Regions from separate parts of the Mus musculus genome. Here region 1 is linked to region 2. The links are chromatin contacts, called in public HiChIP or PLAC-seq maps. All regions are on one chromosome and are shown on one strand. The core of a region is the stretch at or near the end of the contact, and the rest is flanking DNA. Distances in the headings are between cores, read along the strand shown.

Region 1 (2,864 bases), core at 227-2,726, 310 kb after region 2:
GTCACAACTTAGAACTTAGTTAAATACGACATTCCTGTTTCTGACTTATGGTATCATCCATAGGTTTCCAAAGCCAGCACCACACCAATGTTTTGCGGAGCCGCAGGTGTGCAGGAATATAGCACAGTGGTTGCATGCTTCTCAGTGTTAGCGAGGCCCTAGGCTCCACCCTCAGTACTGAAAAACAAAAAACCCCACAAACAAACAGAAAACCAAACCTCCTGTGCCTGGGCAAACTAGCACCCTTTTTTCCCCCTCATTATTCGAATAAAAACATCTTCAAATACAAAGCAGACAGCCCAAAGCTGATCTCTCCTTGGAAGACTGGAAACCAGGACCACGACATTTGTCCCAGGTACAAATGGATTTAAGCTGCAAGTTCCTGGGGCCTTTGCCGCCTACGAACTACCACATCCTTGGGACCTTCCCAGCCAGCTTCGGAGCACCCAGGAAACTGCAACTCTTGCTTCTGAGCCAGAGTCCAGCTGCATCCACACGGCCACACGCTCTGTAGTTATTCCGTTATCTTGCCATTAAGGAAAACCCACATGAATTCCACTGTGGCCATGAACAAGTTTAAGGTTACCAACGTCATCACCAGAGGCTCCGGACTGAAAGCTTTCATCAAAGAGGCCATGCTCTTCTAAGCCAGCGTGGTGTTCCCAATGTCTGACAAGTCAACGGATTTCAGAATGTTCAGAGAGAATTCGAAAAGGAGCTGAGACCTCCCACACACACGTGAAAACTCCAGTAGAGAGGTCATCCCCTCTTTCTACCAACAAGGACATGAACCCACAGCAAGCTAAAGACAGAGCGAAGGAAGTATAGATATAAAAGGCTTCCACTCTTCCACACCTATCAGGGGGATGGGTTCCATAGTGGAAAACCCTGTCCTCAGGGCAAATCAGTCCAGTAGCAAAAACACGCTGGCTTCATTTATATTACAAGAACTCACTTTGCCACCTGGAGACGTTATTCAGCAACGGTAACAGGATCTGTAAAACTGTCGGACTTTCACATTACTTCTGAGTGAAGATACCTTATCAGACACCAAGTAGGTAGAAAAGCCATTTATCGCACGGGAGAGCTGGATGTCCCCTCTTAATCTGTGGGCTTCAGCCACGGGGATTGGGAAGACTCCAGTTGACTGAAAAATGACTGGAGGAGAGAAGCCTTGCCTCACAGTGTCAAAAATAACTCAGCTGGGAGAGCATTCCACTGAAGATCAAAATGATTTGGCTCTCCTGGCAAAGGCTCACCCTGCCACACGCTGGGCCCCACCAATAGATTGCAATCTGAATCAGAAAAAAAGGACACCCCCCCCCCCCCATGCTTGTTCACAGAGCTCAGCAGCGGGCCTGTGGCCAGTAGGAGCACCAGGTGTTTTATCTGGTTTCGCACTGGTGCCCTGAGTCCCTGGGCCTCACCATCCCTAGGCCTCTGTAGGAGCCTAGAGGGGGCCTGGCTGCTGGGGTGGGGGGTGGGGGCAGCTGTGAGGAGAAACAAGGCCCCACCCACACAGGCTATGGTTTCAGTTTCACCCAGCCTCAAACACCATTATGCAAATGAGTCGGGCACCCCAGCTCACCTCCTCCTTCTCATCCTCACTCTTCATCCCAAAGTTGAGGAGGGAATGTGCCGGGGAGGCAGTATTTGCATCATATTTACTTTCAAATGCCCAGGTGCCATTGGCAGCAGATTCTCCTTTCAGAAGGGCAATCACGAATATAAAGTGGAGAATTAGTCCAAGTGTCAAGAGTGAAGCCCTGCGGCTAATGCCAAGCTTCTCACATAAATGGAGTGTCAACGACGTGCCTGGGCTGGGAAGGAGTGGGGCAGAAGGAAGAGGATACCCTCCATTTCAGAGGCTTATTGGCACTAGTCCAAGGGGAGCTGGGGCCCCCAAGAGTGGACAGACAGCCACAGGCTCTGCAGATCTGCACTGCAAATCTCCAGTCCCGTGGGCTTTGGGAAAACAATTCCTTGCTTCACATTCAAGGCACGTTCTAAAAGTAGGGAGGGCAATCATTTTGTCCGCATCACACACCTGCAGTTAATGCAAGTGATCCGAGGTGATATCCACTCAGACAAAAAACAAAATCTGCAGCCCAGAGTAGTGTTTGTAAGATTTGATTGAGGGCATGGAGGTGCAGAAGCGGGCTTTCCTGCATGACTGTGTCAAATGCTGGCTTGGGATTTTTCTTTCGAGAGTTTAGGACCAGAATAATTAGATTGTCAGCTCACACGACCTTGTGTGCCTGGCTACGAGATGCCCTAGGTTTCCCCTAGTGCTTCTCACGTCATTTTCTGGATAACAAACCTCTGTTCCCGTCAGGAACACTCTTCCTCAGCCCCTCTTACTACTCGGTTTCATTTTCAAGTGTTGGGTGTAACTCACAGCTGCAGGAGAGAAAGATGGCTCTCTCTGACTTAGCCTGAGTGCAAAGAAATTCCAGTCAGGTGGGCACATTTGAAAAGACAAAAACCTACAGAGACTCTTGACCAGCTCAGAAAGAGAGGGCTTATGCACGGGAGTGAGGTTTGTCTCTGTTAAGGATGCTGGAACCAATGCTTTGCAGAGGTCAGGCAACTTTGCCCTCAGAGATGGTTTACGATCTTCATACATGATTAGGTCCACAGGGCAAGCAGAACCACCAGGTGCTCTCAGTCTGCCCATACTCTGAGCCCTTAGAGTCTCAAATGGTTTCCTTTTCCTGATGTGTGCAAGGAGGCCTGTAGCTGCCAGGCCCCTCCTGCCTGTGTGGACAGACTGGCCTGGTAAGAGCTGGGGAGTGCAGTTTGGCTTTCACAGAGGTCCCACCGGACACCTTCTCACCACCTTTGGGTGGCACAGTCACTTTCTC
Region 2 (2,879 bases), core at 39-2,538:
GTCAGTAAGGCAGCCGCTACTTTTGTATAGACCAAGGTAACTAATCAGTGACATCACTGCACCCAAATATGCAAACACCCTGGAATACACCAAGCCCCGAGGAGGATAGACGACCATAGTCAACATGGGTTTAGGGAGGACTCAGAGGAGGAGGTGGCATTGGAGCAAAGTGTCTGTATCTCCACAGGAAATTAAACTTAGGTGACTGTGTGCTCCACAGCACTTATCAGTGTTGTTGACGGGACAAGGTATGTTCTGAGTTTTTCATGTATAGAGTCGTAGTTTAAGTGCACCCATGTGTGATGTGTGCCTTGAAAGCTGATGCACAACAGCAACCCTGACAACTGCCTCCCCGGAGGGAGCCCTGAGTATTCTGTTCCAATCTGCAAATTTCCCCCACCCGACCCAGAGGTGTCTTTAGACAGCATTTAGTGTTCCTTCCTTGGCCCGGAAAAACTGATCTTCTTGAGTGGGTATTGAGGTGTTCTGGGAGAGAATCTAACAAAAGCTGCCATGAGTAGTTGTCCTAGAATTGTTCTGAGAGTGAAGCCTCTAAGCCAGAAGCCAAGGGAGGAGAGGAAGGGGCCTGAGCACTGCAGGGAGAAAGGTAGAAGGGTCTTGTCTGCTGTGGGATTCTACACTCCAACCATCTCCTCACAAAGCTCTCTGCTTAGGAGAAAGGGGCCAATGTCATTCTGTATAACTATCATCAGGCTGCCCATGCCCTTTGTCACCATGGGGACACACACCCAGATGGAAGCGGTTGCAAAGTTGTGTACATCTAACCAGCCCTTGTTAGATTGTTAAACATCTAAATCAATAGCTAAGCAGAAAAGAAGCTAGGTGGCAGAAATCCTCATGTTTGAAAATGTAGCAAGCTGCTCCTCCAAGCATGGCAGGCTCAGCTCTCTGGGGACCTACCCATGCATGCCAGGCACAGGGCCTGTGGCGATTAGGCCTCCTGGCATACTCTGTCCCCCATTTCCTCCATGTACAGATGTACAGAGTAGATTTCCTTTTAAGCTGCAACTTAGAAGACAGGGCAAGAAAACGGCAATCACTTGGAGCAAAGGCGTTTGGTGGGAATCACACACAGGAAGCTGAGAGCAGCATTTAGCTCTAAGAGACAGGGCAGTATGTTGAGGGAAGAGAGCCCGGTGGACACTGCCCATTTTTCAGTACTGAGGATCCAGCCTAGAAGACAGTCACACAGCTGTCCTGTGTCTAGAAGAACACAGATTTCCCAGAAGACAGCTAAAGGGACACTGGTGCTACTGTTATGGGAAAAGTCACACTGGGTGGCTGACAAGGTGGTAAACTCCAGCACTCACAGGAGGCAGCTCACCACCAGTCACATCTGCACCCTGAGTAATAACAGGAATCGTTTGAGAGTTCACGACTTCTGCTCTCTACACCTGATGAACTCTTCCTTTTGTCCTTACTAAATTTTAGTTGCTTAAACTTGGTTGGTTTTATGTTTAACTTTCCATTAAAGAAAAAAAAAAAAAACCAACAGGATGTCAGTTATAGTATGTGGTGGGAAGGGTGAAGGACTAGTTAGGTTTCGTGCTTTCTTCTGCCAGAATCTAGGCAGGCAGCAAAGAGAAATAAAAAGAGAGAGGAACAGAAGGAGGGAAGGGAGGGAGGGAGGGAGGGAGGGAGGGAGGGAAGTGGATTTATATTTTATTTTAATCTCCACCTCCCATATGACAAGGTTTCTTTGTATATAGTTCTGGTTGTCTTGGAACTCGCCTGGCCTGGATCACACAGAGATCTGCCTACTTCTGTCTCCTGAGTGTTGGGATTAAAGGTGTACACCACCACCACCCATCAAAAATGTATTATGTTTAGACTAAAATAGTCCACATGAAGACACCAGCTAAGCAATTGCTGTCCTTTCTCAAAGACTTCTGCTGAAATCTTTCCAACTTTGAGGAAACCTTTCTTCCTTTTCTACTCCTTCTGGACTGTCAAGGACTGGGTGGGATCAAGATAACTAGTATTCTGAGGCCTTAGCCAAGTGGGAAAGGGCAGCTCAGAACGGCCCATCCACAGTGTCTGGTTAATATATTACATTCTGGAAGGGCTTTGTACAGAGCTGAAAACACTAAATGCTAAGACTGGGAGCAATTATTTACACAAGGCTGGCTTGCCTTTCAAAGTAAAAGACCCAGATTATGGAAACAAAACAAACAAAAACAACAACAAAAACCTCAGAGGTATTCATGGCTATTATTTCTGTTAAATGTAAGAAGTCACTTAAAAATAGACACTGGAAGACAGACAAGCTGTAACCCTGGGCATGGAGTGCACATATGGAGTTCTCTGCATCCTCAGAAAGCTTCATATCCCAGAGTTGCCGAAAACAAAATAGAAAGTTAGCTCAAAAACTGGGAAAACCTACCATATACTGCCACAGTGGCATGAGGAAGAAGAGGGGGAAGAGGAGAAGGAGGAAGGGGACAAAGGGTACGAGAAGGAATAAGAGGAGAAAGAGGACAAGGAGGAAGTGGGTGAAGAGGAGAAGAAAGAGGAAAATGAGAAAAGAGGAAAAGGAAAGGAGGAAGAGGAGGAGAAAAGGAAGGGGAAGAGGAAGAGGAGGAAGAAAGAAGGAAGAGGAGGAGAAGAAGAGAAGAGGCCTGCTTACTAAAAGTTCCAAGAAGGAAGCAGTCCATAAAGAAAGTGCCTTTGACATTGGTTCCAGAATCCAGTGCAATAAGACAAGAAACAACAGAATACAAGCTGTATCCTTTTAGACAAGAAAGAAGAAAAGCAAGCACTACCTACATGTGACATGCTTGCTTATCTGTTTAAAAGGCCCTAGCAGCTAGGCCCAACTGGCAGCCACATGCTCCAGGGGGCCTGGGGTAGCTATGAAT

Evidence for each region. HiChIP or PLAC-seq counts read pairs in DNA pulled down with a chosen protein or histone mark.
Region 1: an H3K4me3 HiChIP or PLAC-seq map of the 230-238 cell line shows a contact between it and region 2, with 11 read pairs. The contact joins two enhancer-like sites. A contact is called at or near these places in 12 of 39 promoter capture datasets (the C10 cell line, the HPC-7 cell line, cranial neural crest and 9 more), 1 of 15 datasets of contacts at CTCF or cohesin (large pre-B cells), 15 of 484 Hi-C or Micro-C datasets (the Ba/F3 cell line, DN3 thymocytes, Th1 cells and 7 more), 12 of 115 datasets of contacts at active chromatin or transcription factors (the 230-238 cell line, CD8 T cells, Th17 cells and 7 more) and 1 of 9 other capture datasets (embryonic stem cells).

What each region holds. Positions count from the first base shown.
Region 1 is chr2:128,401,870-128,404,733 of GRCm38.p6, forward strand. The region is part of intron 1 of Morrbid (myeloid RNA regulator of BCL2L11 induced cell death); the gene reads right to left. Among named protein-coding and RNA genes, the nearest start is that of Gm14010, 19 kb to the right of the region's middle. Within about 2 kb of position 1,477, at least 26 of the 459 cell types and tissues checked have an H3K27ac peak or open chromatin away from gene starts, as enhancers often do. A contact at or near this core is called in the 230-238 cell line, where this site is marked.
Region 2 is chr2:128,093,438-128,096,316 of GRCm38.p6, forward strand. The region is part of intron 16 of Acoxl (acyl-Coenzyme A oxidase-like); the gene reads left to right. Among named protein-coding and RNA genes, the nearest start is that of Bcl2l11, 31 kb to the right of the region's middle. Within about 2 kb of position 1,289, at least 34 of the 459 cell types and tissues checked have an H3K27ac peak or open chromatin away from gene starts, as enhancers often do. A contact at or near this core is called in the 230-238 cell line, where this site is marked.